Linked DNA regions of Gossypium hirsutum: region 1 is linked to region 2. The links are chromatin contacts, called in public Hi-C maps. All regions are on one chromosome and are shown on one strand. The core of a region is the stretch at or near the end of the contact, and the rest is flanking DNA. Distances in the headings are between cores, read along the strand shown. Region 1 holds the start of LOC107887371 (fructose-bisphosphate aldolase-lysine N-methyltransferase, chloroplastic). Region 2 holds the start of LOC107887261 (expansin-A15).

Evidence for each region. A called contact is a pair of places that touch in the nucleus more often than the background predicts.
Region 1: a Hi-C map of leaf shows a contact between it and region 2, with 2.5 times the contacts expected there. The contact joins the promoter of LOC107887371 here to the promoter of LOC107887261 in region 2. A contact is called at or near these places in 4 of 34 Hi-C or Micro-C datasets (callus and leaf).

The regions. Positions count from the first base shown.
Region 1 is chrA03:67,260,130-67,267,218 of Gossypium_hirsutum_v2.1, forward strand. It overlaps LOC107887371 (fructose-bisphosphate aldolase-lysine N-methyltransferase, chloroplastic), which reads left to right and starts at 5,423. Exons shown (of 6, transcript XM_016811579.2): 1 at 5,423-6,062; 2 at 6,217-6,245; 3 at 6,410-6,621; 4 at 6,841-6,963. The coding sequence starts at 5,581.
Region 2 is chrA03:67,015,891-67,022,869 of Gossypium_hirsutum_v2.1, forward strand. LOC107887261 (expansin-A15) reads right to left here and starts at 4,516. Exons shown (of 4, transcript XM_016811452.2): 1 at 4,362-4,516; 2 at 4,098-4,228; 3 at 3,698-4,010; 4 at 2,470-3,306. The coding sequence starts at 4,363. The coding sequence ends at 3,000. It overlaps LOC107887260 (agamous-like MADS-box protein AGL30), which reads left to right. Exons shown (of 12, transcript XM_016811451.2): 9 at 216-266; 10 at 355-482; 11 at 726-1,089; 12 at 1,172-1,923. The coding sequence ends at 1,186.

The sequences.
Region 1 (7,089 bases), core at 4,173-6,672, 250 kb after region 2:
ATTTGCATATATCAATAACGAACATTAGCCATTATCCAAGGCTTTATACAAAATGAAGGGATTCATCCCAAGCCAACACATTTGGCCAAATTAACATTGACACAAAACTCAAAAGTCTAAGCCCTATACATGCCATATTCAAAATAATAAAACCAACTATACCAAGTGCTTTGGTTGATAGTGTGATTAAAAGAGCATGATATTTATGCCATTGTTATTATACTTGAAAATCTATCTTGCCATGATTGTATTAAAGTTTAGGTTGATGATATTGTATATGAGAAAGTGATGTCAAATGTAAATAACATTTATATGTTGACTGAATTGCTTGGTTTTGGAAATGATTATGTTTGATGAATATTAAGATAGTAGAATTCCCGTTTGAACCTTAAGAAACAATTCAGATATTCATGCCATGACATTCGGGTTATTTGTGTGCCAGTGTAAGACATGTCTAGGACATGCATCGGCCTCGAGATGTAAGCCAGTGTAAGACATGTCTGGGACATGCATCGGCCTCGAGATGTGTTAGTGTAAGACCATGTCTGGGACATGGCGTCGGCCTCGATTTCAATAGTCAGTGTAAGACCATGTCTGGGACATGGCACCGACTTGATGGATGAGCCAGTGTAAGACCATGTCAGGGACATGGCATCGGCATTATACCCTATGTTTGAGGCTTAGTGAATATCCGATAGCTTTCCGAATGGTTCAACGGTGAGAGTTACAGTTTAAGCTAAATGAGAAAGGTTATAACCATATTGTAAGTGGTACAGGTATTTACATGAAATTGATGAGATGTGAATTCAATTCCTGTTATATGATTAGTAAGGAATGAATATGAGCATGTTAAGTAACACAGGTATGTATGCCAAGCTCATGAGAAATGATTTCAGTTTATGATTCATATTTAGTGAACATGTAAATAGGTAATTCATGCTTATGAGAATGATTTTGTGATGACCTTGTGATTATAGGTCTATACTTATGATGTATGAATATGTAACCTTACCAATGTGGTGAAAATGAATTAATATGGTGTGATAAACTTAGTATCGTTAATTTACACTAAAACAGTTTTGGATAGCAGTCATAGTCCGACTTTGAAAATCCACCAAAAATTTTTAAAATTGAGTTAGAGGTTGAATAAAATATGAAATTAAATCCTAATGATTCTAGTTTCACATAGAAGAAACGGTGTAAGCAAAAGAGTTTCATATTATGAAATATTTAAATTGATGTGAGATAGAGTCAGAATGACTTCGAAATCCCATGTTCTGATTTTATAAAATCATTGAAAATTGTAAAAAAAATAGTTATGAGTTATAATTTATATGTTTAGAATTCTTAATGAGTATATTTTTAAAATAAATGGACGGGAACATCATCCGAGTCCCGTATGATGAGATAATTAATTTTTAGTGAAGAGGGGTCAGAACTGTCAAACAGCGAAAAATGGTAACTTTAAGGAATAAACTGTACTAATTGGTTGAATCAAAAATTCTAAAAATTTTATGGTAATAATATATGTGAGTCTAGTTTCAAGTAAAATTATCGGAACTTAATTTAGAGTTCTGTAGCTCCAGATATAAATAATTTAGTGACTGTGACTTGAGAAAATAGCTTGACTGGAACATGGGTAAAAATGCAAATAGGGTTGTATTACCATGAGAAGCAAGTTGATAAATTGCTTATTGTTTTCATACGGTCTTACTAAGCTATAAAGCTTACTCCCTTCCTTTATTTTCCTTTAGTGTTTTCAGGTTAGCTCGGGGTTAGAGATCGTCGGAGGCAGCATCACACTATCAAGTTGCTACCTTTGGAATAATGAAGCATATATTAGAAATTTCAAGTGAGTGGCATGTATAGGGATCTAGTTGATTGACATGTATTATTTTGCTTTGGCCAAATGTGTTGGCTATATTGAGTTATATGTATATGGCCATGAGATGTGGCTCATATTTATTATGGCTTGTAAGCCTAGCTATTCATGTCATGTCTAATGTTTATAATGTGATTATGTTTGTTTGCCATGCATGGTTAGTAATATGACATGTGTGTTGGATGTATGCTTTATGACCAATTGAGGTGGTCATAGCCATGTAGTAATTGCACTTTATAAGCACAACTAATAATAATTGAATATGAGTGCTTGATGGATAAGTTGGTAATCATAGTATAATGGTAAAAGTGGTCATCAAAATAACAAGTCTTATGAATGTGAAATGAGGAATCTAAACTGGGTATTGCATGAGTAGATGCATTACTTGTATGAGGACATGTTTATGTTAAGGATATGTCTTAATAAAGAGTGTTTAATCATTAAAATTATGCCATAATTTGCGATTTTGATGTGCATAAGGTTGTAAGAGATTATGGGTAACATGAAGGCTTGGAAAATAGCCTAAGAGTTGGCCACATAGGCTAAGACACGGCCGTGTGTCTCAACCGTGTGAGGGACACGGCCTGGAGACATGGGCGTGTGGCCCGGCTGTATGGTTCGATGTGCATGCTGACGTCATAAACAGAGAGTTACACGGCCTGAGGACACGGGCGTGCCAAAGGCACATGGGCGTATCCCTATATCCACACGGGTGTGTGACCCTGTTTCATGGGAAAATTTTCTAAGTTTTCTTGAAACTTTTCAAAGTTCTCAGTTTAGTCCCGAATCAATTCCGATGAGTGTTTTGGGCGTCGTAGACCTAAATAAGGGACGACATGCATGTGTTTGAAAGGTTTTAAATTAAAAGAGATTTTATGGCCTGGTTTTTGCATGAATGTGTATGTTTAACTCTGGTAATGCCTCGTACCCTATTTCGGCGTCGAACATGGGTAAGGGGTGTTACAGTCTTACACTGACACATCTCGTAGCCGATGCATGTCCCAGACATGTCTTACACTAGCTTACATCGCGAGGCCGATGCATGTCCTAGACATGTCTTACACTGGCTCTCATAATGTGGCCGATGCATGTCCCAGACATGTCTTACACTGGCATACAAATAACCTGAATGTCATGGCATGAATATCCGGTTTATTTCCTAAGGTTCAAACGAGAGTTCTACTATCTCAATATTCATCATACATAATCACTTCCACAAACAAGCAATTTATGCTATATCAATTCAAACACATATAATAACAATGTAGTTGTATTATTTACGTACAACTTACCTCGAATTGCAAAATGTAGACGACTAGTTCGGCTTAGTCCACTTGCTTTGTTTTTCCTCGGTCTAGGCTCGAATTTTGTAATTCTTGATCTATAATGATGAAAATTCACAATTTTAATCATTTTATTAATCTAGACACTCAAAAATTTAAAAATTAGGCAAAATGACCATTTTGCTCCTAGACTTTTACAAAATGACCATTTTACCCCTAGATTCGAAAATTATTTTTTATTAAATTTCCTTATTATCCAAGCCTAACCGACCATTTATCTCTCTTATGACAACCCCAAATTTCCAGTATTTCACAACATTACTATATATTTTACAAACTCTACGAAATGGTCCTATTAGGGTTTTCATGAAAAGTCCCTACACAAGAGTTGTTTATTTCACAACCATGATTCATTTTCTTTCATAAAATTTCAAAAATCAACATGAAAACTCTCATGGTAAAACCTAAAATTTCAACTATTTAACAAAAAGTCCCCTTGTTAGAAAGCTCATGCTACAATGGTTCTAAAAATGTAAAAGTTTTCGAGAAAAGCCATTAAAGTCACTTACTTGCAAGAGTAGAGAGTGATTGAAATTTTTGAGGCTCAAAAACCCCTACAATGGCTGAATTTTTTGTGGAGAAGGAGATAGGGAGATGATATCTTTTCTCTTTATCTTATTTTTATTTTAGTCAATTTAATCACCAAACCCACCAAATTTTGACTTTTTTGACCATCTTTGTCTCCTATGGTCGGCCATGTCTCTTTAAAGGGTCTAATTTCCCTTTAAAGACCCCCAATTTAGGTTCTCTAACTATTTGACACCCTTAGCTATCAAAATAGGACTTTTGCACTTTATGCGATTTAGTCCTTTTTCTCAATTAAGCTCACAAACGTTAAAATTAAGTCACCAAAATTTTCATGCACCTTTATAAACATGCCATCACCCATTAAATAATATTAAAAATAATTTTTTCAAACACGAATTAGTGGTTCTGAAACCACTGTTCTGACTAAGCCCAAAATCGGGTTGTTACAAATAATTTCACTAAAATGGCAAAAACGAATATTACAAAAGATGGAGATAAAACTAAACCCTAAAATCTAAAATAAAAACCCTCAAAATATAAACACAAAATTTTATGAAAGCTTGTGAAAGCTAATACCTAAATCTACTTATAGGCTAAATTCGTAAGTAAAAATAATATTAAAATAACCTACACTAACCATAGTTTAAGTGAGAAACTAAAAACAAAGTTTGACTGGAAGAAGAAAAGCCGAAAAATACGAGGCATAACTCCACATTTTTGTGAAAGAAAATTTCTAGTTGTTGGCTTCGTAAAAACTTTTGTGTTTAAGGCTTAAATTTATTTTTCTAAAGTCTACTAGTGAAATAGAAGAAGAACAAGAAGGAAAGGATGAATACTAAAGGGAAATACAAACCAATATGAAAAAAAAGGTCAAAAGAGTAAAGTTTAGTCTTCAAAACTTTCTACCTATTCAAGGATTAGAGCTTACATTACAAATTATCATCCAAATGATAGAGATAATATGATAATGATATATTTGTAAAAGTTACCTTATCAACCTCGCAATCGCAACTTTTCCCCAAAAAATTGCAAGAACGGATCAAAAGTTTCCAACTTCTTAGTACAAAAACTACATAATAGTCTTACATCTAACAATATAATACATTATTTTATCAAGGATTAGTATTGTAGATTAATTTATATGACTTTTATAAATATTTAATTTTTTTTAAATTTGACCCTACAATTTAAATTTCTTGACTCCACCCTGATTCAAATTGATTTAAAAATTAAAATTTTTAAATTTGAAGCTATTCAACTTAAATCCAAATAATTTTCCAACAAAAAAATCATCCGACGCACAAATATTTAATTCAACTTGATACTTAATGTTGTTTTAAAAATAAAATATAGTTTAAAATATTAGATGGAAAATTTATTTATTTTTGAACAGCCTAAATAAGATACTACTGTTAAGTTATTTCACCCTTTCATAGAGCTAAATAAATAACATGGAATATACATTTTGGTTGACAAGTCAAATCCTTGTTTGTTCATAATACATGCATCTTTTGCATTATTTTGTGGGTTGCAAGTGGACCTGAGATCATCGCATGTAGGGTTACTCATTCTACCACTGAAAAGCCATCATGGGCTGAAAAACCATAAAAAGTAGAAGAAGGGTAATTTTGAAACTATAAAGTTGAGATACGAAGATATAAAATGATGGACTCAAGTAGTAGGCTGATCCAACTTCATTGGTTTTCTTTTCTTGAGTGATTGGTTCAGTTGGATATTTCATGTAAAAATGTTGAAAAGAATATAATCCAAAGCCACAAGCTATAAAATCCCCCACCACATCTTATCTCATCCATTACAACCTTCTTTATGGCACCTTCACTTTTCACTCTCTCATCACCTTCTTCTTCTTTCCCCTCTTCTTCAACTACTCTCAAACCCTTTTCTTCTTTCTCCACTAAACCCACACTTTCCATCCACTTTGTAAAGAAACCCATCCCTGTTTCAGCAACCGCTGACCCTCCACCGCAGCTCCAAACCTTCTGGCAATGGCTCCAGGACCAGGGTGTTGTCTCTGCCAAGTCTCCCGTAAGGCCTGGAATGGTCCCTGAAGGACTTGGACTCATTGCAAAAAAGAATATTTCCAGGAACGAGGTTGTCTTGGAGATTCCTAACCGGTTTTGGATAAACCAGGATGCAGTTGTAGCTTCTGAGATTGGAACCGTGTGTAGTGGATTGAAGCCTTGGGTGTCTGTAGCTTTGTTTTTGATCAGGGAGAGGTTTAGGCAAGATTCTAAATGGGGGGTTTATCTTGATATACTTCCAGAGTTAACAGATTCCACTGTGTTTTGGTGGGTGTGGCTTGGTTTCTTATTTCCTTTTTACCCCCATTTATCTTTAAAAACAAATCTGTTTTTTGGGTTATAAATAATAATTTCCATTTCGTTAATGGGGCTTAGATCATTGTGGTTGATAAAGTGTTGTTTCTTTATGGTTCCAGTGCAGGTCAGAAGAAGAGCTAGCTGAGCTTCAAGGTAAATGCTTAGGATTTTACTTGTAAGAAGTTATAGTCTCCTTATCAAAGTTTGTACAACACTGCAGCAAAGCAGCTGGATTAGAAATATTGTTTTCCATGTTATTTAGGTTGAAGATTATCTTGTTTCAATTTTCATAGTTGGTACTGCATTCCAATGACCAGGTACTCAATTGTTGAGCACAACACTGGGGGTGAAAGAATATGTGCAGAATGAGTTCTTGAAAGTAGAGGAAGAAATCATACTCCCCAACAAGCAGCTCTTTCCAGCCCCTATAACATTGGATGATTTCTTCTGGGCATTTGGGATTCTCAGGTCAAGAGCATTTTCTCGCCTTCGCGGTCAAAATCTTGTTTTAATACCTCTTGCAGACTTGGTAAGCAGCATCCCTTCACTATGTTTCCAAACATCATCTTGCTTGCCCTGGAATCAGTTTCCAGAAATTACATGCAAGTTGGTCTGATATAAAAGGGTGATCATCCCCGCAACTTGTTCCCAATTTACAGAATATGAAAGAAAAGCTGTAACAGTCATGGTTATGTGGAAAGCTATAACTGCCTTTAGTTTCATTCTTTAACTTTTCTTCATTAATCAGATCAACCACAGCCCTAACATAACTACAGAAGATTATGCATGGGAGATTAAAGGAGCTGGACTTTTCTCTAGGGATCTCCTCTTTTCCTTGCGGTCTCCAGTTTCTGTCAAGGCTGAGGAGCAGGTGAGTTTTTTTTCTTTTAGAAGCTATCTGAGAAGGGTTATATTATATTTTATATATATCATCCACCTATCCCGTTGTCTTAGCATTCCTGCCATTTTAGCTAATCAATTAACGCACCCAAGATTT
Region 2 (6,979 bases), core at 3,266-5,765:
ATGATAGTGCCCTCAAAAGGCGCATGTCTAGAATTTTGATTAGTTAACAAGCCAAAAAAGTAAAGAAAAAAATTGCAATTTGCTGTGCTAAGTAAACTGATGAGTGTCGCTGGAAACTACATTAACTTGTCATCTTCTCTCGAAAGGCTTAAATAATGAGTGCCAAATATGTTTTTACACTAAAGACTCTAACCTTATCAATCTTCTTTTGGCAGGAAAATTTAGGAAAGCAGCAGCAGCTTCTGTCTCTAGAATGCACAAGTCAGGTAAGAATGTGCAATAGGCTTGTAATATCTTACTGCTCAGTTTACTCGTGTCATGACAAAATAGTATCTTACAAGCCTTTTCTTGCAGTTCCAAAATGAAATGCAGGTACCATATAGAATGGGCCTTGAACACCAGCTCCAAACTCTTTCGTGGTTGCCTAATCAAGACAGTAGACACATAGCCTTGTCAGATGACCCAAATTTGATTCCACACAGGTGCGCAGTGGTTCTAGAAATCCTAGTTCTACTAAATTTTCATCTATCTTAATTAAAAAGAAAAGAAATATTTCATAGAACGTGAGATGGATATGTTCATATAGATAATGTAGCTAACAGATGGCCTGGCAAAATAGTACCAATTTCTACTTATTTCAAATTGTTAAAAGAGTATAAGTCGATGGAAATGGCCCCCCCAGAGTGTCTTATGATATATTATGAAATTGGTTCTGTAATCCCCAGAGATGTGGAGTGCTCTGCAAGTTCCTCATTTGGAAGCTATTCGGGTTATTTTGGCACTGGTAAAAGTTCAGAACCATCGAGTTCTGGACAAGAGAACAGCATCCTGAATGATTTGAGCGGAAACGGATCATTGCAGCTGCAACTTGGTGGACAGTGCCCCCTCTTCTCTTACAATCTTAATATACTGAATGATCCCAAATTCCCACCTGTGGCGGAGATGAACTTCAATGAAACTCCCGCAGATTATCAGGTTAATGGTGCCCTACAAGGTCCCAGAACTGGATTTGATACTGCCCCAGGTAGTTGGGCTTCCACTTCTGGCTCTTGTGCTGTTACCATGTTTGATGAGCCATTATATACCCGAGTAAGTCTTTCCCCATTACTCCCACTATGCTTTCAACACTTAGCAATGTTGCATGGGTTACCCTACTATTTTATGCATGCAGCTCCAACAGCATTGAGCAATCCAAAGGTTTATTCATGACTTCTCCCAAGTACGGACATGCAATATGGCAATATGGATACCATACAGCATGGACACAGCGACATGGGACATCTCTAAAACAATTAGGACACAACAATGATAAATATTATATATTATATATATTAATAGACAATGAAAAATGTAAAATTGATACTTTCCCATCCAATGTTAACACGCAAATGATTTTTGAATGTTCTAAAATTAATTTGGAAAACGTTGAACCCTGGAAAGAAGGAACTCATAAAACCCAAAATCCTCGGGGGAAGTCCTTTTTGAAACTCAGAATGGGTCAATGAGATGTTTGGATGGTGGTGGCCAAGGCTTAGTCTCCACTCTGAAAATTCCTACTACTTGAATATTGGGCAGGACTAACACACTACGACTTGGACATGCTAACTACGTTCGGCTAAGAAACATCGATTACAAAAGCCCAGACGGATTTTGAGTTTCAATAATGTTGGTGTTCATACTTTGAAAGAAAAAGGCGTCTACATTCCATAAATCCCATGTTTATGAGCTCAATTTAATGCTATACTTGGGGCTTAACGCAAGGGGATGGATAGCATTTTCTGGCATCGTTGATCTCCAAAATGGTGGACATTAAAAGTCAATGCGTCAAACACTTACTTATAAAAGAAATTGAATTTTATATAATAAAAAGACCAAAAAAAAAATCACCCTCACTATAGTAAATAATTGATATTTTATTCAATATCTAACTGGATTTATGCCCAAATTAATTAAATATTTGATAGATAGAACAACCTAATTTCAACTCGGCCATTAAAAAAAATACAAGGTGGAATTGGATTTCGAAATACGTTGGAAAACCAGAATATTGCATGTTACCTGCAGAATCCTCGGATCCCAGCTCTCTAAATTATAGCATTACGAGCAATAAAGTGCATTGACCTGCTTTGCCCTTGGATTTGTGTTTTTTCTTACTTCCAACACTCAGGATCTAGGAGTTTTTCCATGCACCGCCCATTTTCATTCCAAGACCCCTATTAAATTCCAGAGTTGGTCCAATTTTGATTAACAGCCAGCGTCTACTGTTGGCTACAAAATTCCCTTAAACCTTCTCAATTGGTTTTTGATCCCCATTCACACTTGCTGCCGCTCCCATGTAAGGAAAACCAAAGAGGAAGGTTCTGAAATGATAAAATCTCCCGACTTTTCCTTGGGTTTTTTAGGATAATAATCATTTGGTAATTTTATAACAGCCCAAAGAATAAAAATGATAAACATGGAATCATATCATAATAAATCAAAGTTATAGTTTTGCATTGCAAAATTTACAAATTACACTCATACATATATGATAAAATCCAAGGAGATAATCACCCAGCAAAAGCTGATGAATTGAGCTTACAAGCAAAAACAATGCTTCTCAACATCCCAAACGGAGGAGAAAAAAAAACCAAAGGACCTACTAGGTTAACACTGCTGGCGGGTGGTAAAAGTCCCACCTCTGCCATCTCCTCCTGTTTTAACAAACAACAGAAGGAAAAGTGACCCTTAATACTTTTTTTTTTTTTTTAAAAAGGTAACTTAATTAGGACACCTACCCCATAATAAAACTAAAAACCCAAAATGATAAATGGGCTACTTTAAAATAAGCCCTTCACATTTTTGAGTGACCCGAAAGTCCCACTACAGGGCCCTATAGATATATAATATGCTAGCTATACTAAAAGTCAAGCTAGTTAAATACTACTTTGGATGCCTGGTATATTTATATAGTAATTATTAATTAAAACTTAAAAAGCCTAAGATAATAATGTGTTCCTCTAGCGGAATTGGCGGCCAGTGAAGGTCTGCCCAAAGGACCACCCAGCTGGGGCAACATTGCTGGAAACCACAGTACGGCCGTCGCTTGTTGTGACCTTAAATGAGAGGCTTTGTCCGTTGAGGTAGGTGTTGCTCTGCCAGTTCTGGCCCCAGTTCCTAGACATGGGCTGCCAACCAGTCCTGGAGCCCTTGATGGCCACCGCATGTACATCACCAGCACCGCCAACGTTGGTGATAAGAACTAGGTTGAAGTAGGAGTGGCCATTAATGGTGAACCTGATTCCTCCCTTTCTTCTGCATGGTACCCTACAAAGTAAAAAACCCAATGGTTAATAAAAGTAAGTGATATTACTGCGCGGTTACTACCCATTAAAGAAAGTAAAAGCAATGTATTTACCAGTGGAAATGACCAAAAGTGTCGTTTGTCTGTCTTGCAAAACAGAAACTGACCCTAAATATTACTCTAATAGGGAGAAAAGCAGGCCTCATATGCAGCCAAAACAATTAATTCCAACCCTTTTATAGTTAAGCTCATAAATTGACCTTTTTACTGCCTTAAAATAAGGTTTTTCATACATTACTAAAAGAATTGGAACACTAGACAAGTTAAATTTGAAAATTACTGAGTGGTTAGAGAAATAAATAGGCCTCTTTAGAAAGCCCATTTCACAGGGAAGCAGCAAAAGGCAAAACATACCTTCTGTAAGCAACAGGCACAATTCCAGCTCTGTATTGAGCAATATGCTGGAAAACAGGCTGAGAAAGGTCAAAGTGTTGCAGAGGAGGGTTGCACCAGCCCCCTGCATTATTAGGGAGAGCATTGTTTGGAGGGCAGAAATTGGTGGCTGTGACCACAAAGGAACCAGGCAGGCACCACTTTCCATCATCCATACACTTAATCTCATAGCAAGATCCACAACTCAGCCCATTGTTGAACAAAGCAGTGCTCAAAGCTGCAGTATTTGTCCCATAACCCTGGCTATACAGGTTTCCATAACCACAAGCCCCACCTAAAAAAGACCCAAGTTAAGAATTAGTGAAATAAGCCATCCAACCCAAACCGTTGTGCCTAAAAGATGGCTTCATTTGAAGCATACCCATTGTTCCTGAAGCATCACTCCCACCATAAAAGGTTGCATGTGCATTAGTCCAATCACCACTATATCCCTGAACACCAGAGACCATCGCGAGAAACCCCAACAGAAAGACCTTAGCAAAAGCCATTTTCCTGCGAACAAACAACAGAGTGAAGTTTGTTTAAGCACTTGCGAGTAAGAAACAATAAAAAAACTCAAAATGGTAACACTTTTTTTTCCTTCTTAAAAGCACTAAAACTAACATGAGATGGATAAGAAGATTACATGAAGAGGAAGAAGATTGGAAGAGTGAAAAAGAGAGGTAGGAGATGAGTGCAAGGCAGCTGAGTGAGGAAAAGGGGAAAAGGTGAAGGGGGGATTTATAGAAATTTTGGGGGATGGGCACCGTTGCAAGTTACAACTAAACCTAACTACCAAAGGGGACCAAGCCCTATTTGTTTATTCACAAATAGAAAATAGTTCATAGGTAAAAACACAAAGGCACATGGGGAGCTGCTGCAGGGTAAAGTTGAAAGTTGAAACCGCGTGGTTTTGTAGATTTCTGAATAGTAAATTGCCTTGAAAATCAAAATCTAAGAGCACGTTTGGTTCGCTGTATTGGATTAGAGGTGTATTGGATTAGAGGTGTAATGAAATAGAGATGTAATGAAATAGAAGTGTAATAGCAAATCAACTGTTTGGTTGAATGTAATGGAATAGAGGCGTAATAGTAATCTTATGTTTGGTTGAATGGAATAGAGGTATAATAGCATAATGGAAAAAACTAAAATGACTAGAATACCCTTAGCATAAATTTGTTTGGGTAAATAATTATTGTTATTGTTATTTAAATTTTAATAAGATTATTAATATCAATAATAGAGCATTTAATTATATTTAAACATAATAATTATTAAATATATTATAATTAAAATATATAATTTAATAAAATTCTTAATAATCAATATCTTATATGAATTTACTCAAATCATAATATATGATACTATAAAATATAATTTAACATAATTATTATTAAATATATTATAATTAAAATATATAATTTAGTAAAATTCTTAAAAATTAATATTCTTATATGAATTTACTCAAATCATAATATATGATACTATAAAAGATAATTTAACATAATTATTATTAAATATATTTTAATTAAAATATATAATTTAATAAAATTCTTAATAATCAAAATTCTTATATGAATTTACTAAAATCATAATATATGATACTATAAAATATAATTTAAATTAATTAATATTAAAAATATTTTAATTAAAATATATAATTTAATAAAATTCTTAATAATCAACATTCTTATATGAATTTACTAAAATCATAATATATGATACTATAAAATATAATTTGAAGTAATTAATATTAAAAATATTTTAATTAAAATATATGATTTAATAAAATTTAAAATAATTATAACTAATAAATTTTCTTATATGAATTTGTATAATTTAAAATAATTATTATTAAATATAATTTAATAATAATATATAATTTCATAAAATTCGTGATAATAAATTTTCTTATATGAATTTATACAATTTAAAATAATTAATATTAAATATAATTTAATAATAAAATGTTCTTATATGAATTTACTAAAATCAAAAAATAACTTGAGAATTATATTCTGCATAAACATAATTAACTTATATTAAGAAAAGGTTAGATGAAAATAAAATTCTACATCATAATTCATATGTTATATAGTTTTACAACATCATAACAAATTTTCTTATATGAATTTATACAATTTAAAAAGTTTGAAGTACGCAATTCTAAGGAAAAAGTGGAGGGGATGATATCACTTTCCTCTCTTTCTGGATTGCTATTTGTTAATGACAAATGCAACATCAGATTTCAGCTACTCCAACATAAATAGAACAGGGTAACAATTTTATAAGAAACCAAATCAAACAAATTTCCATAATTAACTCCAGTAGTTGATCTATAAGCCAGATCTCCTTCCAGGCATAAGAGTAAATTTCTAACGCCAATAACTAATTTAACTTTACAAATCCATTGGCATGAACTAATCAAATTTGTGTTAAAAATAGATACAGATTCGTTTTCTACAAAGATATACAGAAGCAATGCATTAAAGCAAGCCAGCCATTACTGAATACAACTGCCTCCAAGACTCAACAACCAAAAATACTAAGAAGGGGGAGAGCGAAGAACCACCACAGAGGAAATGAGGCAGTATCATGCATCTAGCAGCAACCACGAACAAGATTTTGTCTAAAACTTCTGCATGATGGGTAAAAAGATTCCTAAAAACCTGATTGTCAAGAAGGTGACATAGACCTCTGGAAGTTGTAATCTGAAAAGATTCTTATCATTTTATGAAAATAAGTGGTACCAAAGGTGTTTGAGGAAGAAGTGAGGTGTAAGTCAATTCATTCCATGTTTTCCCCTCAATGAAGGGAACAGATAAATCAATTGTGTGAAAAATACTTGAAAATATAAACTCCATATACTACCTTCTCTCCATATTTGATTCAGGAAGCATATAAGACACAACAAACATTACTTCAAGAAGCACCAAATACAGTTAACACAATCTCCAAACTATTCAAATATACAATATGGTTTTATTAACAGGATACTAAACCACTAGACCACTGCAAAAGAGCATGTATAATATGATCTTATTAAAAAAGTACAAAAGAGCTACCTCTCATTGTGAAGAGCAAAGAGAACGAATCAAATAAATTGACTTCGGAAAGCAGCCAACTAAGATGGCTACATTGTCAACTTATAAATACAGAGAACAAGGTTCACAATGTTTTGCACAGACAAATAGAACAATATATAATATGAACTCCCACAGAGCTTTATTCTACAAATAAAACTCGCATGCCAACCACTAATTG